7 separate regions of the Mus musculus genome follow, and regions 1, 2, 4, 5, 6 and 7 are each linked to region 3. Evidence: chromatin contacts called from public HiCAR-type and promoter capture Hi-C data. All regions are on one chromosome and are shown on one strand. Each heading gives the region's core, a stretch centred on a gene start, on an enhancer-like site or on the middle of the called end of the contact. The rest is flanking DNA. Distances are from core to core; before and after follow the strand shown.

Region 1 (3,966 bases), core at 1,101-3,600, 2.3 Mb before region 3:
TAGAAATACAAAGGCCAGAAGCTAAGTGTAGTGGTTCATGACTATAATGCCAGCACTCTGGATGTGTAGGCAGACAGGAGGAACCTGAGCTGGAGGCCAGCCTGGGCTTCACAGTGACATTCCGTTTCAAGAAACCAAAACAAGATCTGACAAGATGGGTAAAGTGTATGCCAGTCAGTGGGTAAAGTATATCCTTCTAAGTCTGATTGCCAGGACCATCCTAAAGGTAGAAGTAGAAAATCAACTCCCAAAGGTTGTCCTCTGATCTTCATATATATACCATACCTAAGTGTGCACACATCATACACACACACACACACACACACACACACATATATATATATATGTACATATGTATATATATATATATATGTACGTATGTATATATATATGTATATATATATGTGTATATATATATATATATATATATGTATATATATATATATATATACCACACCAGAGTGTGCACACATCATACACACACACAAAATATTTTAACAAGTTAATGTCATTTTTTTAAACACCAAAAAGAAAAAATAACAAATACAAACAATAAGCCTTTCAACTTTTCTTTAAAGAGAAGTATTTAAAAAAAAAAATCAAGAGCCAGAGAGATGGCTCAGTGTAAAGGCACTTGCCACCTACCCTGAGTTTGATCACCAGAACTACATAAAAGTGGAAGGAGAGAATACACTTCTGAAAGTTATCCTCTGGCTTCCACACACGCCTGTCCTCTAGCCCCTTCACACAAAATAAATGTATCTTTAAATTAAGATTTTAAAAAAGAAGAAACTTATCAGTGCAGCTTGATAATATGTTCCAGCACTTTGAAAAGTCTGAGGCAGAAGATCCTCACTTGAATCTATGATTTCAAAACCAGTTTGGCCAACATAGCAAACTGTCGCTTAGTTTAGATGAATGGATGGATAAAATTAGTGAAAATTATATTTTGCATTTACAGTGAGTTGATGTGTTTACTAGATTTTATAAATTAGAACAGTGGGGCAGCAGGTCTGATGTTCTCTGCCCTTCAACAGAAAAATCTGATACTTAAACATTTCAGGGCTTAATAACTTACATTTTCTGTCTTATTGGACTACAGCAAAGTCACTGTTGATGTGACCCTGAAAGACTCCTAACCATTGAGAACAAGGATAAAATCATTTCACAGAAGCAAAGAAATCTGTTTCCAAGACTTTAGAGGCCACATATCACAGCACAGAGTGGGAGTTTGTGTAGCTAGAATTGTGGTGTGCTGCAGAGGGCACAGAGGAGGGTACCATCTGGTCCTCAAAGGTGAAGGGTGACAGCAACTCAGAAAATAAATTAAACAGGACGCTAGGTGCCTGTTATTTCCTTTAATTAAGAAATTTGACAGGCGTGGGAGGCAGAAGCAGACAGATACCTGTGAGTTTGAGGCCAGCCTGGTTTACATGTCAAGTTCCAGGCCAGACATAGATACATAGTGAGACCCTTGTCTTGAGATTAAATAAATAAATCGAGAGACTACACACATGCAGACCCATCCCGGAAAGCATCTGAGGCATCACTTAAACAGCCAGCCTCAGGTCCGACCGGTTCTCTCCCCAGCCAGTGGCTGACAGGATCCTCTGGGTGTGACAGCTGCCTCCTCCCCGCCTGCAACTCATCCTGAAGAAAAAGTCAAACAGAAGTCGTCCCCGTGCACCCTGGCCACACATCGCAGCTCAGTTCTCACCCTGGAGAAACGCCCCTTACTCAAGGCAGGCTCCCTCCAGGATGCCTTCACAGCAGCTGCCTGGGGTGCCATAGCCTATACACAAGTGAAGTGACTAACACAAGACAGCAGCCGGGAAGGAGAGCCTGGGATTTTCGCCATCACCACGAGAACTCGGAGAGCGGGATAATAGGGTTCCGCGAATGAAGTGGGGGACCTTAACATAAAGTCACTTAATTAGGTGCCACCACAAACCACCGCAATTGATGCCGCAACCAGAAGGCCAGTTGTGCAAACTCTCGCCTCCAGACTGGATTGAAAAACCCAGCCGGGGGGCTCTGTAGAGATCCGCACGGCCACGCGCACCCGCGGGACGCGACTCTGCGGGACATCACGCAACACGTCACGGCGCGGGCAGAGACCCGCGCGGCGCCGAGGCCCGCAAAGCCTCATCTCCCGACCGCATCGTCATCTCAAACCACACGTCACACCCACCTCAGCCACCGCCGCGCTCTCTGCGACACCCTTTCTCACTCCCTGCGGCTTCCGACAGGCAGTCGGCAGCCTGCCTTTCCACCTCGGGTTCTGACTGCCGGCCTACGAGGTTCCTCAGAGACCAGTGGCAGCCATCGCCATCAGTGGCTCGGCGCTCGACAGGCGCGCCGGGCAGAAACCGGAAGACAGACTGACACGCGGCGGTCGAGCGCCGAGTCCTCGAGCGCACTGAACCTGGAAGAGGATGCTGCGCAGGCGCTGCCGCAACGGGGCGGGCCCAGTAGGAGGAGGTAAACTGCGAAGTTCTCTCAGGTCCTAGCAACACATCGATGTGAAACCCTACACTCGCCCTTCACTCACCCTATAGGTGGGGAAACTGAGACTTTGGCTCTTAAATAATGTGCCTGCAGCGCTAACATTATTTAGAGACCGTTAAAAAGTTTCTGAGATTTTTGCATAAATGCCTTAATACAGCGGTTGTTCTTCCAAAGGACCCAGGTTTGAAAAACTGCTTGTCTGCTACCTATATGCTCTCTTCTGGAGTCCATGGGCACTGCACATGTGGTGCACAGACATGCAGGCAAAACACACATACAAAATTTTGTTTTTTTACTTTTTTGTTGTTGTTGTTAAAAAAAAGTTTCTGAGTGCGAGAGACTAAGTTATGTTCAGCACATTGAGGAGACAGAAAGACGTGGAAATTGAGCCAAAGAAAGTAGAGACGTTGAGGAGTCGTGTCAGGGATTGGAAGTTGGCTCAATTGATCCTGGTTGGGACTCAATTTCCACCACACACCCATGCCTGTAACACCAATACTCTAAGGATGGAGGCAGGAGGACCAAAAATTTAAGTTAATTTTCAATTACATAGCAAGTTCAAGGCCATACTGGGATACATGAAACTCCATCTCAAAAAAGCATAAAAAAGTATGAGGGTAGCTAGATCTCTGCAAAATAAGTGGCATTTATGTATGAGTCAGGGTTCTCTAGAGTCACAGAACTCTATAGTCTATATAGTAAGGGAATTGGTGGATGACTTACAGTCTGTAGTCCAATTCCCAACAATGGTCAGCAGCAGCTGTGAATGGAAGTCCAAGGATCTAGCAGTCACTCAGTCCCACAAGGCAAGCAGTTGAAGAAGAGAGTGTCAATCTTCCTTCTTCCAATGTCCTTATATAGGTCTCCAGCAAAAGGTGTGGCCCAGATTAAAGGTGTCTGCCACCACACCTTTAATCCCAGATAACCTTGACTTGGAGATCTTCCTGTCTTAATCTTCTGGAATTCATAGCCACTGTGCCTCAAGATCTCCATGCCAAGATTCAGGTCAGAAACTTCTATCTCAGCCTCCAGATTAGGATCACTGGTGAGCCTCCCAATTCTGGATTGTAGTTCATCCAGATATAGTCAAGTTGACAACCAGGAATAGCCCCTGCAATTTACAAAAGACAGTATGGCAGATCAGTCATGTCTGAACCTAGCTGTACCATGCAACAACCACAGGGTACAGAGACAGACCCATCTGTTATTGAGGTCTGTTTGCTTTATAGCCAGCACACCATCTAGACTGCAGTAACCTGGGCCCCAGAAGTGGGAGCTTCAGGGAAGATGCAGGTCTTTGGAACCAGAAAGTGGCCTCCATCCCTCCTGCCTCCATCCCAGCCTAGCATGGCTGTGGCACTTGACCCATTTGACTCTGGGAATGACTGTCTGAAGGTGGTCACAGTCTCTACTTCCTTGTGCAGATGAAATGAAGCCAGTCTCTTGGCCTAGGCTCCT
Region 2 (3,561 bases), core at 165-2,664, 2.7 Mb after region 3:
TCCACAGCTATGAGGAATGAAGAGTGTTGGGGAAACTGAACTGGGAACAGAGTTTTACATTTATTTGTTCAGTGTGTGAAACCAGAAAACAAAGCTTAAGGCAAGATTAGGTCTTCGAGGTAGCTAATTAGCATCCTCACGGATACCAGGGTTTAACTTTGCCTCTTGAAAAATGTGGTACAAAATTATAGTAACCACACATCCACTTAAACTATTCCTATTCTTCAGACCCATGTTGTTTTGTAATCTAAAACACAACAGATGATCAATGAAAATAGCATTCAAGAAAGCATATTCCATTTCAGACAACCTGCCCTCTAAAATAAATTATACAGCACTATCCATGTCTCAGATTTCGCCCGGGGCGGGGGATAATGAGTATCTTTTTATTTGAAACATCTGATCTTAAGTTTAGTAACTCCAGCTCTGGGGTCCAACCACAAAAAGGCGAGCTTCCCAATAGCAAGGTGCCACAGAGAATGAAATAAGATCACGATATATCTACAGTCATACATAAACTACGTTATCAATGATTCAACTTAGGTCCCGAGTTTTCAACAATGTACATCTAAAACCAGAAACCACAGTTAACTTTCATCCAAAGGTTTGCCCCAGTGTCTGTTGCTACACACGAAAAGTGCTCCAGACTCCCTTAGACGTAAAGACACAAGCAACCGAATAATCCTGGAAAGAGTAATTTCAGTTCATCTGAAAGATCTGGTGCTGCAAAAAGGGCTACAGTTGGGAACTCTTGGAGCACAAATTCTCTTGGGACTCTGCCCCGTACAGACTGTGCCTCACCTGGAGAAAGTTATGCATTCTGAGTTTCGGTTAGCTCCTCTGTAGAACACGGGGTCTACCATCCCTGACTCGGGTTGTTTTGAGACGGTGAACTTTTTGTAAACAAAGTCTTTTGTGTTCCTTAAACGCTTCCCGCGGGGCTCCGGGACTGGGGATTTACAAGGCTCGGACCTAGGGCGCCAAGGCGGAAGACGCCTAGCAATTGGGGATCTGGGGCTGTGCTCCTGACTCTGTAGTCAGGGGCCTGGGGCCAGGACCAGAGCTCGAGCTGACACCTGAGGTCAGCAGGACCCGCACCGGGGCCGAGGCGTGCGGGACTGGGGTCCGACAGCAGGCAGGCAGGCAGGCGCGACACCCCGGGACCCGCTTACCCGGCTCGCCGTACGGGATGGCCTCGGCCCAGGCGCTCGGCTCCTCCTCCTGGATGTCCAGGACCCTGTCGATGGACTTCTGGGCCTGGGACAGGGCCTGCTTGGCGAAGCTGGACAACTGCGAGGCATTGAACCAGCTCATGGCCCCTCCTCAGCGCCGGCTCCGGCCGGCTCCGGCGGCCTCAGCGGCGGCCCCGGCCCCACCGCCTCCCGCGGCCGCGCGGCGCTGCGAGCCTTCCGCACAGCTGAGCCGGGCCCCGCCGCGCATGCGCCGCCCTTCCACGTACACAACCACCAGATCCGGGAGCCGAGTTCCGCCCAGACGGAAGGACGGAGGCGGTAGCGTGAAGCCACATCCGGGAGCGGAGCGGAGCCCTTAGTTACCAGCCGCCTCTGGGCTTCATGGCCGTTCTCAACTGAGGGACGCGATCTGCGCCGAGGCCCAGACCTCCGGGAGCGACCAGAGCCGCGTGTGCCTCGCTATAATCCCGGCGGCTAGGCCTCACACTTATTAATCTTGGTACTCAAAAAGTAGTTGGCCAGTTCTCGCCTGGCCTGGATGTCTATGCCTGACTTGATGGGCACGGTCCCCAGGTCCTGGAACATTAACAGATGAAACCACCTCCCTCTCAACCTAATTCTGTCATCTGAATGGCGTTCATCAGCACACTCCTATGTTAAGAGGTGGGGCTTTAAGGAACTTTCTGGGTCACGAGATGACTGTGACACCCACGGGAAAGAGATGAATGCCCTATTAAGAGGTGCCTACGCCCTCTCAAGCATAACATACCAAGGTCACGCCAGCCATGAACTAGAAATAGATGGCTCTCATCAGCTGTGCTCGTCTTGGACCTCCCAGTCACAAGAACAGTAAAAATCAAGTTTCTGTAGCCTATGAGCCAGCCACTTTATGGCAGTTTGTAACAGCGGTTTGGATGGGTTAAGCCACTTGGCAAGCAATAAAATATTAACCCATCAGTACATACTGTGCACACTGCCTAAAAGATACAGCTTGTATGCTCTCTTTCCCACACTTGGTCATGGGAGAAAATTTAAAGTCGATGGCCTTCCTTGTCCAGTCAGCAGCTGTTTGGTTTGGTTCTAATAATGCTAAAGAAAAATTTTCTACCAGCATTTAAAGGCTAAATTTAATTCAAGCATTAGCCCTTTGTGAAAAGAGACTCCTACCCTACACAAAGAACCACGGGTACTTAAGGAATGCCGAAGCTAGGAATGGGGTAAATCTTCCCCTGGGAAGGTTACACACTACCAAATGAGCAGCCCCGAAATCATCATACAGACTGAGGGTTGTACTAATTAATGCATTTGAGAACGCATATGTATACACACTTATATACTTAACAGTTAATAAAAGAGACTTAATTTGAGAGAGAGCAATAGAGGTCTATGAAAAAGTTTAGAGGGACGGAAGGGAAAGGGGAAATGTAATTTTATCCCCCAAAACATTCCCTAGGACTACCAGAACTACTAACAGGATGGCTTAAAATGACAGAAATGCTTTTGTGGTTTGGAGCCAGAAGTCTGAAGTTGTTCACTGGAGCTGTCCTCCCTCTGAAATCTTCATGGAGAATGCACCATGCTTCTCCTAGCTTCAAGTCTGCAGTCAATCCTTTTGTTCCCTGGGTACAGGTACAGCACTCCATTGTCTAATCTTCCTCCCACATCCCTCTCACCTCTTCTAATAGGGATGCCTACCTTATCAGATTGGGTCCTCTGTATTATATCTGCAATGACTCTATTCTAATTAAGGAAGGGAGGGAGGGAGGGAGGGAGGGAGGGAGGGAGGGAGGGAGGGAGGGAGGGTTAGTTGCATCCTAAAGGGCTTAAGAGCCCTATTCTGGTTCAGAGCTGGCATTTGGTAGTATGTACATTCTGTTTTAAAGGGCAATGGCACCATCCTTAGACCTCTTAATAGGGTGCTAATCCTTTTTCCACGGGTGTCACCTAGTGACAAAGAATGACTGAACTAAAATTTCCTTTGACAATTATTTTCACACAATTTTCCATGTATCTGCCAACTCATTCTAAGAGCTCTGTACAACACATTATCTGCCTGCTCCCTGAGTATCTGTTTTGCACTGCAAGAAGCTAAGCTATAAGACTTTTCCTTAACAACAAAAAATTTCATATCCATGGCAAGTTATCTTCCAGTAACTTTATCCCACAGTATTGCAATTTTGAGCATGTTAATGACAGACTTGTGGCTAGAGGATGCTTCTGTTGAACCCAGGTCCTAGTTCTTCGAAGATCTATGTGTACCTGAAAAGAACGAAGTGGGGAGTGGGGGTTGTCACAGAAGGAAATCCAGAAGACAAAGCTGAGCCTGAGGGTGAAGCAAATCAGGCAAACAGGAAAAGCCAGATCATGA
Region 3 (3,629 bases), core at 974-3,473:
ACTGACACTGTAAGTTACGAGAATCCCCGACTTGGAACTGCCAAGCTTAAGTTCTCTCAGATTTTTACCTAACAGAAGGAGTATGAGGTAAAAGCTGTTGGTATTTTAAGCTACTTACTTGTTAAGCTGAAACCAACCAACCAACTCACCAACCAATCAGATTTCTGGACATGGAGATGGTGTAGAACAGTATTTAGTGAGCTGTGGGAGTGCCTTGATGCAAAGCAAAAGTGAAAGGTATAGGGACTCTGAGGGAAATTCTAGTGGGAGCTTACTGGTAGACCCCAATGGGCTGTGAGGAGGCCTCCAATGAAGCCATGCTATAAAAGAGTGTGGTAGGGTGAATTCTCAGATGGCCTCAGAATCCCTGCCCTTTCATGCTCACAGTCTGTATACTCGCTCCCTGCCTTTGAGTGTGAGCACGGCCTGTGTGAGCCCTGCTGTTATGGTCACGTTGCTCTATATTACAGAAACGGTTTCTGCAGTTGTCAATCAGGTCTCCAATAAATTGACTGAGTGAGTCAGGATTATCCTCTGTGGCTCACACAAGATTACTGGAGGTTAAAAAGTCCACTAGTCACTTAGTTCTACAACATACCTGCTACCTGAGATGTAGTAGGCCCTTCATGCATGCGGAGGTTAGAAGGTATTGTCCAGTAAATGGGAAGACAAGTCTACTCCAAGAAACTTGCTAAATAGTTAATGACATGTTCATCCAAGAGCACACGTTGCCTTCACAGTGAGCAAGATGAATAATCAACTATCAAAGCAAGTCATTTTTTTATGCCACTTTATTTTTTACTGACACAGTGATTGTACAAATTTATTAGGGTAGTGGGTGATAATTCAATACACCCACACGATGTGAAATGGCTAAGTCAGCCATTAGCATGTATAATTCCTTAAATATCATTTCTTTGTGGGTCATCTTTGAAATTTTCTATTTTCTTTTAGTTCTCTATAAAAATATATAACAGTGACTAGGTAGGTGGAACTATATATGTAGCCTTTGTGGCTACATCTATACTGCCCTTGCATGTTCAAGACCCTAGAAAGAAAACCCAAATTATTATCCAAGTGTAATGGCTCACATCTGTAATTCCAACATTTGGGAGGCAGAGGCAGGACAATTGTTATGAGTTTGAGGTCACCAGAACTACATAACTACATTGCCAGTTCTAGCCTATCATAGGCTACAGTGAAACTCAAATACCAACTGAAATACACACACACACACACACACACACACACACGTAAGTAAATTGTAAACTAGCAATCCTACTGTCCTGCAGAGCAATGGTACTTATTCTTCCTGTCTTCCTCCATCTACACGAGGGCCCTGCTAGGTAAACACATATTCTACCATTGAGTTACACTCACTATTAAGCTGTATTTTTTTAAGTATTAAATTCTATTTATTTCACTATCAACATATTAATATGTAATAAAATATAATATGCAAAATATATGATATACAATAAATATTAGGTATGTCCACAGACATTGGGAGACAGCTTGTGGGAACTGGTTGTCTCTTTCACCCTATGGGTCCCAGGGAGTGAACTCAGGTTGCAGGGTTGGTGGCAAGAGCTTTTACCTGCAGAACCATCTCACTCGCCCTATCTAATAGGAATTTGTTAGTTGTCACCTCCAGAATTGGAGGCAAGCGCCTTTACCTACTAAGCTATCTCACTGGCCCTAACTAATTGTATTTTGATAGCAGCTACCTCCATCCTTCTTCCCTTCGTAGTCTCTAGTGATCACTCTCCTACTTTAAGTACATTAATTTAAAGAGAAATAAACGTCAGTACAAATGGAGAATACTTTTTTTTTTTTTTTGGTAATAAAAACGTATTTTTGTTTAACATTTTTTTTCTTTCTTTCTGGAATTGGATCAACAGAAATCCAGCCAGCCTGCACAGATAAAGCGAAGGAATAACGGACTTGGATTGTGAGTAGGAAACCACAGGGCTGGCCTTCAGGTACAGGCAGTGCCGCCTGGTCCCAGTCCTGCCAGCTCTGGTCTCTCCTCCGGGGTCTTTCGTAGATCCCATCCGGGGCCACAGGCTTGTGCGAGGCTCTTGCCTAGCGCCTCCGGAGCCGGCTGCTGAAGGACAGGAAGCCGGAGAAGCTCCAAACCCCAGGGTCCTCCAGGAAAGGCTCAGCGACCAGCACCGAGCGACGCACGTGCTTTTGTTGTGGTGTGACGTCACGAGTTCTGCCCCGGAAGTAGTTGCTCCATATCCCGCCCCAACATGGCGGCGCCCAGCTCTTTAAGTCAGCACCTGCTTTTGCCCAGCTTGTGATTTTTAACCTTGGCGGCGTTGGGAGACCATGGACGCGCCGGGCTTCACGGCCTCGCTGGTGGTGAGTACCGGGTAGGGGTGGGCTGCTGGGTGCAGGCTGCGTGGGAGCTGTGGCGGCTTCTCTGCACTGCCGCTTTCTTCCGGGTTTAAGCAGTGGTCGGTCTGTCCTCAGGTCACTGGCTGCTAGATCTAGGACCAAGCCTAGAGACGTCTGGGAAGTCTGTTCTCAAGGCTTGGTGGCTTCTGATGGGCTTTTAGAGATGAGGTATGCTTGACACATTGTCTTATTTACTGAAGGCTTCAGTAAATTAAGACTTCCCTTGTACACCATATTCACCTGAACTTGGGAATTAAACATGCAAATACACACTATTCAGGAAAACACTTACGACCCATCCATCCAAGATACTAGCTTGTCTTTTTGAAGTTTCTACACATTTAGTTCCTAGTAATCTGCTCATTTTTCTCCACGTTTAGGCTTTGAAGAAATACTGAGCATAAGTAGTGGTGTTGTGGAGTCGATGGTTTATTGGCTAATTCTGTCGATTTATGAGAACCAGTGCTTTTTGAGGGGCCTATAACAGCAGGTCTAGCAGGAGATAATAGATTTAGCAGATGTAAGAGAGACTGGTTAACTTTGATTTTATTCTGGAAGAGTGAACAGAAGCAGACAAGAAATACCTTCATTTTTAAAATGCTCCTGCTAAGGGCAAATAGAAGCCCAGGGGCATTTGTTTACAGAACTAGCTACTGCTCTGATGGAAGGGTTGGAGATAGAGTGTTGAACAAGAGAAACCTGCCCATAAGAGTTAGATGTAGGAGACAGTACAGAAGTGACTGCTCGGGTAAGTGACAGGTGGACTAGGTTCAGGACATTATGGGAAGAGGTGATAACAGGTTATGGGCCAGGCATCCTAAATATATGAGATTCATTTGTGTTTGGGGAGATGGCTCAGTAGTTATAGCATCTGTAGTTCAGTTCCCAGAACCCTGGGAAATGTTGGGTGGGTCTGGTGGCCCATGTGTAATTCCGGTGCTCAGAAGGTGGAGACAAGGGATCCCTGGAGCAAGCTGGTGAGCTAGACTAACCTTTAGTGATCTCTAGATCCTTTGCTTCAGTGAAGAAAGAGGAGAGACAATGAGAAAGACTTCTGACTCAAGGTTGGGCTGCACACACACACACACACACACACACACACACACACACACACATATGTGCACGAGCACAAGCACATAGCACATCGCACCCAGGCTCATTTCATTGTATTTAATTTTCATTTACTGTTATTTACTTCTCCAAAGCTCTGAAAGCACAGGTGCTCT
Region 4 (3,603 bases), core at 26-2,525, 2.6 Mb after region 3:
AAATACCCCCTCTCCCACTGAGGCCGCCTCCAAGCAGGGATTTTTGCCTGTCACATCTTATTAACTTTGCTCTTCTCGGAGGGAAGGGCATTAAAAAGTTAAAAGCAAAAAGAGTTCTGGGATCAGTACGCTTCACCAAAAGGGATACTTCAGTCCCGGTGGGGGTTGGCACATGGCTGCTACTCCAAGAGTCTGTGAACTTGTACATATGCATATTTCTGGCTGATTCATAACTCAGCGTTCAAGGGAAAAAACACACTAACACACTAGCAAGAAGCTTGTGGCTTGGGCTGCCTTCCCAGGTGCAGGCTATAAAGCTTTCTATTTCCAATTCTCCAAGGACAAGCTTGGGTTAAAGACGCCCTGCGGTGCGGTGCGAGACAAGTGGCCATGTAACTGAAGCAAGAGGGAAATAAATTTTGAGGCGCTTGCAGCTTTGGTGGACAAAGCCGAGATGCCTCACCAGAACTCTAAGACCCTTCCCTGTTAACCACCTGCGCTCCCAGTCAGCCCAAGCTGTCGGAGGTCCAGGAACCAGCCCACCTACTTCCTCCTGCTGATACTTGTAAGGACCCCTGCTCGGATGCAAAAGGATGAGACCTCAGTGGCCAGACAGAAGCTCCAGCTCTTGGGGTGTTCGCCCTGAGACTGCTCACCCCAGTTCATCAAGTGGCTGCCTCAGCACCAGTAGGGCTCCAGAGTCTGAACTCCCAAATTGGAAGTGGCTGCTGCCCGCCGTCCCTACTCATAACCCCTAGCTGCACGTCGTATCCTTCTCAGTGTCTCTTCTAACTTTAGGATGCACGCGGCTGATTCAAGTACTTCCCCCTGCTCCCTGCTAAATGCTGGAGTGACTAGGGCTAGCTACACCGAGACTAGTGAAACTGAAATTAGCCCCAAAGGCCACTCTTCTCGCGGAGACCATGCTTAAGCATAAGGTTCAAGGCTGCTCTAACCCCTTCTCCCGCCAGCTCTACCCCAGAGCCCATTCTTACTAGACTAGAAAGAGCAGCCGAGTCAGATCCGGGAGTCCAGAGTGAAGCGCCGATCACAGCACTGAAACCAAAGGATGCTCAGCTGGCGACTTGCGCCCATCACCCTCTTAGTACGGCCGAAAGTGGGGAAAGTTCCGGTGCTGCTGCAAAGAGAAGCCAAAGCTACCGTGGGAAGCGCCGTGTCTTAAAGAAGAAACATTGTCCCAGCCAGATCCCAGAGGGTGCAGACAGCCCTGCGCGCCCAGCAAGTGCGCCCCGTCCAGGGTGGCTCCAGGCTAGCAGTGCAGAAACCAGCCCAGAGCTAGCTGACCAGGAGGAGCCCGGCTGGCCGCTGACAGCGCTGATTGGCCAGACTGCCCGATTGCTGGCGCCCTTGTCAAACCCCGCAGTCCACGTGGGCCTGTCCTCTGAGCCCCACCCCCCCTCCACCCCTCTTCCCTCACCTCCCTACCGTACTGCTGTGTGCGCCTCTCCTAAGCGAGCGCCTCGCTGTGGCCACTACTCCGCAGGTGCTGGAGGAAAGGTGTTGATTCTTCTGAACACCTGAGAGCCAAGTTAAGCCCTGCAAACGGTAGGAGAATTTGGGGTTCCGCTCCCAGTTGAAACCATTTCCTCCACAGAGGTCCCACTACAGACTGCAAGCAGGCATCTTCTAACGTGTGCAAAAGCAGTCTGGCTGCATGCGTAATGTCTTTGCGTGAGAAAAAGAGAAAACTTGACACACAGGTTAATAGCTAAATGATTTTCTAAAACAAAAACAAACAAACAAACAAACAAACCTGTTTTAATGGGACTCATTGCCTAAGCATGCCAGAGACCAGCACTAGCACTACATAAAACTAGATGCAGTGATGCAGTCTGTGACCCTAGCAGGAGGATCAGAAGTTCAAGGTCATCTAGACGACATAGCGCGTTTACCGTTAGCCTGAATCCTGTCTCTAAAATCCAGTTCTTTGATGCCTTACCTCTACCTTGTTTCCAGCCCCATCCAATCGCTTTTCCCTCTTCCCTCACAGAAGTAACCAACAATCAGCGGCATTTAAACAGTATCTTCTCTCATCTGACCGCCATTGTATAGATGAGAAAACTAAGGCTCAGAGAGGCTAAATAATTTGCTCACAATTGTGGAGTTAATTAGTAGTAGTACCGCTTATATTTGACCCCGGTTAGCAAGCACGTGCCTTCTCTCTGAGACCAGGCTAGAATTTTGGACTTTCAGGCTCCACCCTAGAACCAGAATTTTCATTTAAACTCAAAGTCCCCATGTGGTTGTTATATGCATGCAGTTTGAAAACCACCATTCTCTGTCACCGTGCTGTCCTCTGCCACTGGCTAACAGCTCCCCCCACCCCACCCCCAGTCCTTTTATTTTTCATTGAATTAAAATGATGAGCCATCTACCGCAGACGCATCCACATATATCCACTTTCTCTCCCTGCTGCTTGGTCTCATCCAGGCCACTGCCCTTGTTTCCCACGCCTCCTGCCACACACACAAGCCACACCACATTATTTCCCTGATTGCAAAACAGTGACAATCCCTGGCTCTTTTGTTATCAAAATTGGGGCCTTGCAAAGTCAGTCACGCTATTAAATTGTCACCAACCTAAGGGTTTTCAACCATGAGCAACCCTTGCGAGCGTGCCTGTTCCTATGATGGTACAGTTAAAGGACATCCTGGTAAATGTCCAATGATGTGATATGCCGAATGCAGCAGTTGACAGAGGCAGAATGCCCCCTATGAACTGAGCTATACGGCCAAATCAGCACCACAGAAAGGTAAGTAATGGGAGGAGGGAGCTAAAGGAGTTCCAATTATTTCTTCATCCAGCTGCTTATCAAATGCCATGTCATCAAATGCTATGTGCCAGGCTTTGGGATGCTGTGACCAACCCAGCAGGCGTGACTTCTGTCTATAGTTACAGGGAAGGTTGGGCACCAAGCAATTCAACCAATGTACAAAAGAGGCAAATTCAGAGCAAAATATGTATTAAAAGATTATAGAATGAGCACAGGAATTATGGCGGTGTCCATAATTCAGATTGTCTGCCCTGGTAAAGTCACTGACATGGTGACAGCCAAGATCTAAAGGACAGAAGGTCTACCAAACAAACATCTAAACAGAGACTGTCACCAGCATTAGCTCAGTTGTCCTCTCGTAAAAACAACAACAACAAAACCAGCTCTGCCACTCATTGCATAGGCCCCTCCTTCTATCCTGCCAGCTGTTATGCACCATTTGAAGTTATGTCAAATCAATCAATGTCTGTATTATTAAAATGGGTCAGACTATTTTTTTTTATGTAAGACCAAGTGAAGGTCATGCCAACAGGTCTTTTGTTTGGTTTTTGTTGTTGTTGTTGTTGCCTTTGCATTTATGCACGGAAACTCACAAACTCCCTTTGTGCCTCTAGGAATTCTTGTTATTTGAACTTTATGTTTCTCTTTCCTCCTCTTATAACAGATGGAACGAGATAGTGGGCATATCTTGGTTTATAATACACACACCTGTGACTGAGCCTGTGGCAGGACATTCTGACACTACTAAGCCTATTTACAAAAATCTCTCCATTATCAGGGTGGGGAAGATGGTTCCATGGATAAAGCAC
Region 5 (3,510 bases), core at 97-2,596, 2.6 Mb after region 3:
TGACCAGCAAATCCCTAGCCAGAAGCCCGGAGATGAAGATGCGTGATTCTCCTCAGTGAATGAACACTACTAAGTCTCTCAAAGCAAAGTCAGAGCCCAGGGTCCCCTGGACATAGTAACCCACGGAGCAGACACTAGTGGTGAGCAGGAAGGAGGTAGCCCGCTTCACACCACATCACTCAATCCAGACCAACAGGATAATTAGCAGAGAAAACATTCCTAGGACCAAAGCCTGTTCCTGGTTCTCATTGCAGTAATCCTGTTCTCTGATTCCCGGGGCTGCCTGGACCAGTGCCAACCTCAGGATCACAACAGGCCACCCAGCCCTTGGACTAACCTTCTAGGTCGCGGCTTGGAGCACTAGGTCCTAAATTTCGGGTATCCAAATCCACAGCTCTGCAATGCGTTCTGCCGGTTAACAAAACTTGACCATTCATGGAAAAAAGTAACCCTTGGCCGTGGGGAAAATCTAAAGGAGCAGATCAGAAAGTTGGCTTTTGCAAGGGAGGGCATGTACCCACTTGCATATGCTGGGTGATGGTTCCCTGTGGTGCATGAAAGTACAACTTCAGGGCCTGGCAGAAAGCCTTCCCGGAGTTGAGTTCTCTGGCAAGACTTGGCAGGGATGAAAGCTTTAGTAGGTTAGGCTACCGCGTCTTTTTGCACAAAACGGTCAATCGCGCTCCACTCGTGTGTGGCTTGATTGGATTTTCACGGACCTAAAAAGAGAAGAGGAAAAAAAGGTAAAAATCTGAACGCCGTAAACCATGAGAGCTGGGGTTACTAGGACTACCACATGAATGGCTTAGGGCATTGCTGGGCAACAGAGCCAGCAGCGGACAGATGAAGTGCATCTGGGACTCAAAGACTATCAAGTCCCAAGGTAGGCAAGCAGACAGAGCTCAGACAGAGCTCGGCTGCCTGAGGCGCCGAAGTGGCAATCCTGCTGTGGCGATCCTCCGGTTGTCTGCGGAACGTCAACCCCTCCCCTGTGTAGCGGAGTCAGCCCCTCGCGCCCGGCAGCAGCCAACCCTGCCCCGGGTGCTTGGGGAAGCAGCTGTCTTAGGAGACGCTCGGCTCCCAGGTGTGCCTGGAGAAGCCACTCCGCCCCAGCATGGGGATCGAGGCAACAGGGCAGGCCTGGCTGGGCATCTCCCTAGCCTACAGCCACCGATCAACTCCTGGTAACCAGCTGAAGGCCGCGGGCTGGGATCAGAGTCCCAGAGTCAGGCTGCGGGCCCACGGGGGTGCAGGCGCCGGCCAGGAACAGGCGGGGAAGGCGCGGGGCCCACCTGCAGCTTGACTAGGGAGCGGCGGCGGCGGCAGTGGCGGCAGCTTGGGAGTAACGAGACGTCACCGCCGGCAGCCGCGAACCGGAAACCTCCGGCGCCCAAGCCGGGCCAGGGGGCGCCCGGGAGCTGCCGCGACACCTTGGCCCGGGGCTCAAGGGCGGACCGGAATGCCTTGACCACACCCAGCGACCAGAGTCTGGAAGGCACTCTTGGACACCCATCAGCCAAGGTTACGGACACCCTGTGACCCACAGCCTGATCCACTGGGGACACCCGCCTACATCCCCTCCGGGACGTGGGACACCGGGGTGCAAGTCCCTGGCTGCTCCTCCAGGCGCTTGGCAGGTCTCCAGCACCAGAGAGTAGGCAGGCAGACTACGGGACTGTTTACATATCACTCAGGGTTGTAATTTTATTGCTTTCCCATTCTGAGCAGAAGTTGCTGCCCTGATTTTCAAATGAGACTGGATGTAGTGGGACACTCTCTGGTGGGTAGTGAAAATACTGTAGATTCCAGGGAATTGTACCTGTCCATGAAGTGTCCAAGTCCAATGGCTACTCTTGTTTAATTTTTACGTTTTTGCTATTTCATGATGATTTCTAACTGCTTGTTTAGGTGATGATTACGTGTATGCATATCTCCCATTCTCTTCCATTCTTGACACCTTGCAGTTCCAGCATGCCTTCTGGAGCATGGGGGAGACAGCCATTAAATTATGATTAAAGGGTTCAAGGGCTGACAGGTGGCTTAGAGTTTTCAAAGCGCTTGTGGGAGCAAGCCTGACGACCCACGTTGAATCCTAGGATCCTACCACGAAAGGGGAGAACCCACTCCCTGACCTCGTTCTCTGACCTCCTGGATACTCACACCTTCCTATACAATACTAATAAATGAAAAAAAGGACCCAGCTTATATTAATGGTGTCAAAATAAACATGCTCAGATGCATTCAGTTCACAAGGCTTACATGTCTTATAAATTTTAAGAAGCTACTATGAGAACTGAAACCAGAACTGGTGGTACAGGCCTGCTGTTCCAGCTACTCCACAGGCTGAGTCATGGAAAAAATTTAAAAAAAATAAAAAATAAAAGGAAGTTCAAGACACCCAGACAACTTAGTGACCACGGAGATGAGTGCTATCCTAACATGTGCACGACCCCAGGTTCAATCCCCAGTAACATACAACATACACATGGGCTGGGCACTTTAGGGAAGGCCTTTCTTTAATCCTAGCTAGCACTTGGAAGGCAAAGGCAAATGGATCTCTGTAAGTTTGAGGCCAGCCTGATCTATGTCGCAAGTTCCAGACCAGCTGTGTTTTATATGTGTATGTGTTTAATATGTATATAATTTGTTTAATATATATCCTGTTCAGTATGTATTGTGTTAGCATGTCATTTACATGTGCCAAACACACATTAAAGAACAAAAGAACATTACAGTAGTTTTTAAAATGCATTTTAAAATTTTTATGTATAGGTATTTTGTGCGTGTATGCACACACGGCCAGAAGAGGGCATCAGATCTCTGGAACCGGAGTTACAGTTATTAGCTGCTATGTGTGTACTAGGACTTGAACTCAGTCCTCTGAAAGAGTACCAGTGCTCTTAACTCAGCCACTAACCACACTAGTAAGCCTGGCAAAGGCGATGGAACCAGGGCGCTTGTGTGACGTGACCACAGCACAACTTTAGGAGACTGTTTGTTTCAGCTTAGTTGGTACTCTACCGGTTTCGTTGTTTTTCAGGAAATGCAGCTTCCCATTACAGCAAAACATGTAATTATGGCTATTTTGAATCAACTTTAAAAGGAGCTTGAGGTGCAATGATATACAGTTAAAACCAAGTACATGAAGTAGGTGAAATGTTTGCTAAACACAGATTAACCTAATGGCAAAAATAAACTAATCACACTGGCATGCTATCTACATGGGGCTCTTTCAGGTACTAACATATATTAAGGAGTTATTGAGACTCATAGGAAGCAAGAAATGGAATTTTAAAATGAGACTGAGTTCTGTATTACTGTAATAGCTATTTCCAATTTCCTCAAAATATATCATTATAAAAAATTTAAATTCTGACTCTTCAAAATGATCTTTTAAGACAGGACTTCTCTGTGTAGCCTGACTGTCCTGGAACTCACTCTGTAGACCAAGAAGGTCTCAAACTCAAAGATCTGCCTGCTGGGATTAAAGGCAAGCCACCTGGCATAAAT
Region 6 (3,668 bases), core at 415-2,914, 2.4 Mb before region 3:
TATTGTAAGCCTAAATGTCTACTGCAAAAATCTTGAAGCATTTATTTCTAATGAGCAAGAGGTGTGTGTGTGTGTGTGTAATTAGATGGTAGAGTATATCCAATCTACACAGCTCGGTGATCAAGGGGAGTGGGTGAACATTGCAGGCAGACACTCAGAGGGAAACGGCGGCACCTTCCCAAGCCCAATGAAGAAGTATAACCCGGAGGCTTTTCAGAATGCAATCAGTGCGTGCCAAAGCTGCTTTTCTCAAATCGCGAAGGAGAGGGGCACGGGACTGCACAAGTCTGGGCTCCAAGGCTAAGCACCTGTTTTAAAAATGGGCCTGGGGCATCTGCACACTTGCCTGGTCCGGCCAGAGGCATGCACATCCTCGGAGCTTTAAAACAGAAAGCTACCATCCATCCCAAGGAAGGTACCGGGAGCTCAGTGCACTCCCAGGACACCGCTCGCTTGCAACATCTCGGCGCGGCGCCAGGCAAGGGCCCGCTTCTCCAGCCTGCAAGCGGTGCCTACGGGATCGGCCGCACCTGCCCGGCCCAGGCCTGCGGGCCTCAGCTCCGGCGGCGGCCGCAGCGGCAGCGGCGGCGTTCCGGTGCGCGCGCGCGCTCAGCCAATCGCGTGCTCGCCCGCCCCCCGCCGCCGCGGTGAGGCTGGCGCCGGGAAGAGGAAGAGGAACATTCGCCCTCCTCCTCCCAGCGCGCGGGCGGCGGCGGCAGCGGCACCGGGGTCACGAACTCTGACCTTTCACTGACAAAAACAATAACAAAGCGCGGTCCCTCCGCGACCCCGGCGGTGCCAGGGCCCAGCCCGCCGCCCCGCTCCGCACCGGCCCGCCGCGGCGTCCCGGCCGCCCGAGCCCCCGGGCTCCTGCCCTCCGGCGCCTGCCCGGCCCGCGCCCTGCCCTCCTAGCCGGGGGCGCCGGCCGCAGACACGGGATCTGCTCCGCGGTTGTGGTGGCGCCCGACCCTGAGGTAAGAGCAAGCCCGCCGGGCCAAGCCGCGGCGCGGCGCGGCGCAGCGCGGCACGGCGGAGGAGGGCAGGCCTGCGCCGCCATGGAGGCCGCGGAGGCTGAACGCGGCCTTTTACCTTTGCCACGGGGCGGTGGCGGCGGCAGCAGCGGGCGCTTTGCATAGTGGGCCGGGCCGCACCCTTCCCTCCCCTCTCTTCCACTCCCCTCCCCTCCCGCGGCCGAGCCCGGCGAGCCGCTGTCCTGACCGGGCCGGCCGCGCGCCGCGGGGGCGGAGAGGGGGACTGTCCGCGGCCCCGCCTCACGCCTGGCCCTCCGCCAGCGCCGCCATCTTGTCCCCGCGGCGCCGGCCAGGCTCCCCTCGGCGCGCGCCCGGCCTGCCCGCTTCTTCCTGTGTTCCCCGCTCCTCACCCCAGCACTCCCCGCCTGCCGTTGGCTGCCACCCTGGCCCAACCGCCGTTTTTCCGGACTAGGAGGGTGGAAGGGGAGGGAGGGAGGCGTGGGCAGGGCACGACCTCCTGAGTGACGGCCGGGCTGGCCAATCGTTCCCCCTTATAGGAGGGCCACGGCCTGCGGCACCGCCCCCGGGGCTGTGCTGGTTGGTCCAGGTGGGAGAGGGAGGTCCCGGGGGCCGCTAGTGCGGGGTGTGAGGCCGGGCGGGCCAGCCTCTGAGGAACTTGGTGGGTCTCGGGCTGGGAAGCTGGTGATGCTTTTTGAACCCATGGCGCGGCCAGAAGGGAAGAGTTCGTCGGCACTTGGAGGCTCTCCGGGGTTCGCGCTTTCCTCACGACTCTGGACGGAGCCCCTCTGGCGGGCTCAATTTCAGTCCATGAAATTGGGACACCAGACGTTCTTGCCAAGCCTCGCCTCTCTCCTCAGCATTGTTTGAGGGACTGTTCTCTGAAAATGGAGTCCAAGCTACTCTGCCAGCCTCAAAAGTAATTTGCAAATGGTGGTGTTAGTTTTTTCGTCTTATTGTGGTGCTGGGGACGGCCCTGCCATTGAGTAACATCCCTAGTCCCAAAATGGTGATGTGGAAATATATAAGGAACCAACTGGAGTGGAAAACTTGTGAGGTGATTCTCTTTCCTACTTTCATTAAACACAGTTGTGCGTAGCTTTAGACACTAGGACACTACTTCCAGAGATTCAACTGACCTGGGCAAGGAGCCATTCTCCCCCCAGAATTTTGGATGCCGAGGGGATACAAAGGCTCAGAGAATGGTCAGAGAATGGAAGAAACTGGATGATGTGCTGAAGGAATCGTGAGGGCATTAATTTAATTGGATGGTGAGGAAGTCAGGCTTCACTGAATGTTTGAATAGATTTCAGGAAAAGAGCTGGGTTCTGGATAGCAAGCTTGAAGATGGGAAGGGAAGATTTTCCCACACTTTTTGTTGAGTAAATTGTTGCTGATACTATTGATAGCTAAGTGCTGCATATTTAATTGGTGCATTTTTACCCGAACTTGACAGTTGGGATAGCATGCCCAGCAATAAAATGTCCATTATACTAAGCAGGGAATTTGAATTGGACTTCAGTAGGCATTCTTTTAACATATTTATCTTTCCCAGAGATAAAATTGATTGATGCTATGAAGCTACTGAAAATCTCATTTATCAAAGTGGAAAACAAACTTTACAAAATATAATGTTAGCTTCCATTGGAAAGTCTGATGACTAAAATATTTGTGCATATAACATAGTAGGAAGGGCTGGCTAGCATGTAGGAAATCAAGTTTCATCCTTAGCACTGCATAAACTTATGTAGTGCTGCATATCTGTAATCCCAGTTACTGGGGCGGTGGAGGCAGATCAGAAGTTTCAGTGTCATTCTTGGCTACATAGAGTTTTAGGCCAGCCTGGGCTATAAGATCCGGTATCCAAAATAAAATATTTGAAATCAAACAATACCTTTTTAATAATATGAGCAGTCTCAGTTTTAATTCTTTCTTTGGATATCTCAAGAGACAGTGTAAGTTAAGCCAAGCAAACATTTCCAAAAAGAGATTGGAATAAGCTGTCCCAAAGTGACTTGCAGCCCAGTGAGTTCTACACTGTGGATTTTAAAGTTTTCCTGAATATTTATGAGGTGATAGAATCTTCATGAAATAAAGTGACAACCCCCTTTCCCACTCCCAAAGCATGATGGCTCTTCCTTTTGGGTTTTCTCTTTCCAAAAGCTGGAAATTTTAAAATCACAATACAGTTGATATTGTAATGATATCAGATCTTTTAAGGATGCAGACCCTTCTTTCAGGCACATGGGTGAGAAAGTGCCCTGATACCTTTAGTTTCTGATAACAGCAAGAATAGCCTAATCACAGGTTCAAGGCTGTTCAACCACAAAAGGGCGTTCTAATTGGAGACACAGCTATCAATCTGAAGCTGCAGTTTTCTCCAGTTATTTTGTATCGAAATCCTTGTCAGTCTGTAGTCAATCAAACTTTTAAGAGACCATCCAAGTATGGTGGTTGGCACAAGACTTTATCACACACAAGAGTTCTAGGCCAGCCAGGGCTACATAATGAGAATTCTGTGTTGGGATTGGGAGTAAGGTCTGTGTCAACAGTCTCTTCCCTTTATAAGAGGAATTCTAGGACTTTTTGAGGGTTTTTTTGTTTAGTTCTGTTGTTTTGTTTGAGAAGTTGTCTAGGTTGGCCTTTTAACCCTGGCCTCTAGTGATTTCCTGTGTTAGC
Region 7 (3,958 bases), core at 180-2,679, 2.3 Mb before region 3:
ACACACAGAGAGAGACAGACAGACAGAGAGAGAGAGAGAGAGAGAGAGAGAGAGAGGTAAAAGGCCAGGTGTGAGCCCTTGCTTGCTGGCTCCAGGCTTACTGACCAGCCTAGCTGAATCCATGAAGCCCAGGCTGAGAGACCCTATTTCAAAAAGAAACCAAGTCAGCCAGCTCCTTAGAAACATTATCTTTGGTTGAATGCTAATGTATCCACACATACACAAACACAGGGTCGGGTGGGGTGGAGACCTTTAAGTAATTACATCAACACAAAACTTGAAAAAGTGAAAGAACTGCTTCTGGGGAGGAAACACTGCCCTGAAAGCTCCACAGCACACCACCCAAAAGCTTGAAGGCAGAACTTGTCAGCAAGTCTCTGTCTTCCCATCCCAAAGCACAGAGCCTTGTGCCCACAAACCAGATAGATATAGATGCACCTACTGGATCAAATGGGCACAAGGTCAGCACCTGTTGCACTCTGCCAGGCACTTTATTCTCCAGCAACCCCACACCACCACCAACACACTGATGTTGTGGTGTTCCGCCTAGGAAAAATGCTGTCAGAAGTTGAGAGAACTTGTGTGATCCCAAGGTCATACAACTAGTTAAGAGGCCTTTGCATATGCATAAACTCCTGACAAGTGGGGAGTAGAGCCCGAACCCTCTGGTCCACCGAGAGGGTTCCAGAGAGCCCTCACCCCAGCAGATCCCAGGCTAGCAAATCTTAGGTCTTGGGGGTCAACTTGACCAGAGAAAATGGCTTGAAGGCGGCTTCTGGCTCTCATGAAGTCAAGGTCTTTGCCACAGGGGCCACTCTCCACCTTGAAAATTATTCTCTTCTCTCTTTCTGATCCGTTCTACAAATCCACTTCTATCTACAGTCATGTTTATCCCGTACTGTGGAAAATCCCAGTACTGAACCCAGCGTTTTGGGCGCTCAATAAATGTGCAGTAAGTTCGGAAGGGTCCAAAGCATTGCTCAGAGATGATAAACGGGTCAATGAAACCTTTCATTCATCAAGTGTCCTAAGCAGCAGCAAGCCATGCTGTGCACAGGTGCGGAAACTTACTACTCCGCTCCCAAGGCGTTCCCCGCGCCACAGCCTCGCACAAGGGGCCAGCCTTCCAGCCGCAACCCATCCCTCCGGTGGAGGAGCACTCGGGTTTCTATCGGGGATCAGTCGGGATGCCCTCCACTGCCTCAGCTTCTTTCACTGAACCCCGAGGGCTGTGACCCACACTGACCTGGCGCCTTCGCCCAGTTCCCCATACGTGTTGTAGTTCACGGTCATGATCTTCACAGACTCCTTGAATACCACGTCCCCGCGACCCAGGTACTGCAGCGTACGGCGGATCGGGAAGCGACCCTTCATCGGCATGGTGGAAGTCAGGAACTCCTCAAGCCGCGGACCAGCGCGGCTCCGGGAATCTTGGGAGGCACTTCCCGGCGGCCAGCGCGGCCGCGGGGCAGCCTGGGACTCGTAGTTTGGGCCCGGGCTCGCAGCCGCCTCAGCGTTGGGAATCAACCTGTCGTTTTTGTCTTCACAGAAACCAATTATCTTCTCCCAAGATCTCCAGTTCTGAAGTGAAGAGCTTGACGGAAAAGTCGCTGTTGATTCAAAGGGAAAACTTATTTGCAAAGGAGGAAAGAGTGGCTTGCTCTGGCGCGTCAGGGTCTGCCTCAAAGGACTCTGCTTAGAGGAGGGGGTCGTTCGCTTGTTAAGAGTGGTTGTGACAGATATGACAAGTCAACAATCAACATGTCACTCTGCGCTGCATTTTTTTTTTTAGGATTTATTTTTACCTTACTGTTTTGCTTGTGTGTTGTGGCTGTGCACCACATACACGCAGTGCCCGCAGAGGCTGGAAGAGGGCGTTGGGTCCCCTGAAATTGACCTTACAGAGCTGTGAACTGCCATGTGGGACCTCTAAAAGAGCAGCAAGTGCACTGAACTGCTAAGCCATTTTTCCAGCCCCACTGTAATTTTTAATCGCTGTTTATGGCTGAAATTAATTTTTCTATAGGATTCTCAAGATTTTTTCCCTTTGTAATTATGTAAATTTTCAACTGACTTCCCAGGCTTCATAGATGAACTGTCTACTGATAAGCCCATTAGAGCATTTTTCATCTGTTAATCTTTTATTCTAGTATTTTTTTTTCAAAACTTAAGTGTTCTTTCCTCTGCTCAAATAATCCAACAATTCTAGACATGTCCTGTGCACACATGAAGGCTGGGGGAAAAGTGTCCTGCTGTGTTTCTGTTCTCTTAGTAAGCTCCAGCAATTGGGATTGTAACCCACACTTCTGGGGTTACAGGCACAGATGATCTCACCTAGATTTTTACATGGATCCTGGGATCAGAACTCAGACCCTCAAGTACTCTTACCCACCGAGCCATCTCCCCAGCTACCAAATTGTAAATTGTTTTAGTTTTTTTTTTTTTACTTTATGTCTATATTTTTTAAAAGATTTATTAATTTTATTTATGAGTACACTGTAGCTGTCTTCAGACACACCAGAAGAGGGCATCGGATTCCATTACAGATGGTTGTGAGCCACTATGTGGGTTCTGGGAATTGAACTCAGGACCTCTGGAAGAACAGTCAGTGCTCTAAACCACTGAGCCATCTCTCCAGCCCCTATGTATGAGTGTTTTGCCTGCATATATGTGAACACATCACTAATAAGCTTCAGCTATAACTACATGTCTGAAGAGGAAGGTAAGCTTCTAGAGCATACCCTTGAGAGTGCAGCAGGCGGCTGCAGGGTATCTAATCACACTGTGAGCCCCACAATGGTGTTACTTACTGGAAAAACCTTTTTTAGTTGTGGTATGGCTCAGTCTCAGCACACACCTTTAATCCAAGAGCTGCTTCAATACTGTAAACGGGATTAAATAAAGTCAACCGTAGATCAAGAGGAGGAACAGCCAATTAACAGGAAATGGACATAGGATTATTAAGAGAAAACCATTGACAGTAAGAGGGAGTCTTACTGTTAACTGTCCTCACTCACAGCCCAATAACAAAAACCAAAGTTACTACTGGTATTCCTACAAGTCATGGGTTCTGCTGCAGCCATCAGATCTTGGCTTACTCTGAACTCACCACTGCAGGTGCTGGGAGGAAACTGAGCCCTGCAAATCAGTTTCCTAATGGCTCCAAGAAAGGTTACTGGTTTTTCTTCAAGCCAGCTGCTGCTTGTAAGAAGACTGACAACTTCCGAAAGACGCTGCAACTGAAATCATTAAGTGATTAAGATCCTTAAGTGATTAAGATTCTGCTAGGCAAGGTTAAGAGCACTGACTGTTCTTTTAGAGGTCCTGAGTTCAATTCCCAGCAGCCACATGGTGGCTCACAACCACCTGTAACGGGATCTGATGCCCTCTTCTGGTGTGTCTGAGGACAGTGACAGTGTACTCAAATAAGTCTTTAAAAAAAAATTGTGCTAGGCTTCTGGGGAGGCTGCAGACCTTGAAGTTTCATCACAGAAGATGATACTGCATCCACAGGAGACACCCAGCAGCCCACATAAACAGCCTTGGGTCCCAAATCAGACAGACCTGGGCTCCAGGCCCAGATGAAGTCACTGTAGAAACCCATTTAGCCGCACCTAACTTCTTTCCAGATTGTTCAGCTGCTGTCTCTTTGGTCTATGTAATAGCTGAGCCCTTCCCTCTTCACCATTCCTGAGCCAACCCAAACCCACCTAAATACTGATGGCAAATGAGTTGTAAGTATCCAATCTGTTCTTTGTCAAACAACACAACACAGACCTGTTGGCAGAGCTGAGGTAAAGTGTGAAATGTACCAGTGCCTGGTGCAAATGCCAGCCCCAGGCTCCCTCACCCCTCCGAGCTTCAGTTTCTGGTGGGGATAGGACTGTAGAGTCGATGACCAGCCAGTCTAGCCTAACTGGAAAGCTTCAGGATGAGAAACCCTGCCTAAAAGGCGGAT

Evidence for each region. Promoter capture Hi-C pulls out the DNA fragments that hold promoters and counts their contacts. HiCAR-type assays count read pairs that join an accessible place to other places.
Region 1: a promoter capture Hi-C map of liver shows a contact between it and region 3, with 6 times the contacts expected there. The contact joins the promoter of Rbsn here to the promoter of Slc25a26 in region 3. A contact is called at or near these places in 4 of 39 promoter capture datasets (hippocampal neurons, liver and pre-B cells), 1 of 484 Hi-C or Micro-C datasets (regulatory T cells), 1 of 115 datasets of contacts at active chromatin or transcription factors (large pre-B cells) and 2 of 9 other capture datasets (adipose tissue and liver).
Region 2: a contact with region 3 is called in a promoter capture Hi-C map of pre-B cells, with 8 times the contacts expected there. The contact joins the promoter of Tmf1 here to the promoter of Slc25a26 in region 3. A contact is called at or near these places in 9 of 39 promoter capture datasets (the 3T3-L1 cell line, the C10 cell line, cranial neural crest and 4 more) and 2 of 115 datasets of contacts at active chromatin or transcription factors (astrocytes and pro-B cells).
Region 4: a promoter capture Hi-C map of second pharyngeal arch cranial neural crest shows a contact between it and region 3, with 13 times the contacts expected there. The contact joins the promoter of Tafa4 here to the promoter of Slc25a26 in region 3. A contact is called at or near these places in 9 of 39 promoter capture datasets (the 3T3-L1 cell line, cranial neural crest, embryonic stem cells and 5 more) and 1 of 115 datasets of contacts at active chromatin or transcription factors (embryonic forebrain).
Region 5: a HiCAR-type map of astrocytes shows a contact between it and region 3, with 8 times the contacts expected there. The contact joins the promoter of Eogt here to the promoter of Slc25a26 in region 3. A contact is called at or near these places in 7 of 39 promoter capture datasets (3T3-L1-derived adipocytes, cranial neural crest, frontonasal cranial neural crest and 3 more), 3 of 115 datasets of contacts at active chromatin or transcription factors (astrocytes, embryonic forebrain and stem cell-derived neural progenitor cells) and 2 of 9 other capture datasets (adipose tissue and liver).
Region 6: a contact with region 3 is called in a promoter capture Hi-C map of pre-B cells, with 5 times the contacts expected there. The contact joins the promoter of Nr2c2 here to the promoter of Slc25a26 in region 3. A contact is called at or near these places in 2 of 39 promoter capture datasets (liver and pre-B cells) and 1 of 9 other capture datasets (liver).
Region 7: a promoter capture Hi-C map of liver shows a contact between it and region 3, with 8 times the contacts expected there. The contact joins the promoter of Mrps25 here to the promoter of Slc25a26 in region 3. A contact is called at or near these places in 2 of 39 promoter capture datasets (both in liver).

The regions. Positions count from the first base shown.
Region 1 is chr6:92,212,520-92,216,485 of GRCm38.p6, forward strand. It overlaps Rbsn (rabenosyn, RAB effector), which reads right to left and starts at 2,351. Exons shown (of 12, transcript NM_030081.3): 1 at 2,192-2,351.
Region 2 is chr6:97,177,710-97,181,270 of GRCm38.p6, forward strand. Tmf1 (TATA element modulatory factor 1) reads right to left here and starts at 1,415. Exons shown (of 17, transcript NM_001081111.2): 1 at 1,173-1,415. The coding sequence starts at 1,314.
Region 3 is chr6:94,498,091-94,501,719 of GRCm38.p6, forward strand. It overlaps Slc25a26 (solute carrier family 25 (mitochondrial carrier, phosphate carrier), member 26), which reads left to right and starts at 2,224. Exons shown (of 10, transcript NM_026255.5): 1 at 2,224-2,367. The coding sequence starts at 2,335.
Region 4 is chr6:97,059,136-97,062,738 of GRCm38.p6, forward strand. It overlaps Tafa4 (TAFA chemokine like family member 4), which reads right to left and starts at 1,276. Exons shown (of 6, transcript NM_177233.5): 1 at 996-1,276.
Region 5 is chr6:97,147,540-97,151,049 of GRCm38.p6, forward strand. It overlaps Eogt (EGF domain-specific O-linked N-acetylglucosamine (GlcNAc) transferase), which reads right to left and starts at 1,347. Exons shown (of 18, transcript NM_175313.5): 1 at 1,293-1,347; 2 at 338-719.
Region 6 is chr6:92,090,769-92,094,436 of GRCm38.p6, forward strand. Nr2c2 (nuclear receptor subfamily 2, group C, member 2) reads left to right here and starts at 1,665. Exons shown (of 15, transcript NM_001347342.1): 1 at 1,665-2,046.
Region 7 is chr6:92,182,594-92,186,551 of GRCm38.p6, forward strand. It overlaps Mrps25 (mitochondrial ribosomal protein S25), which reads right to left and starts at 1,430. Exons shown (of 4, transcript NM_025578.4): 1 at 1,247-1,430. The coding sequence starts at 1,380.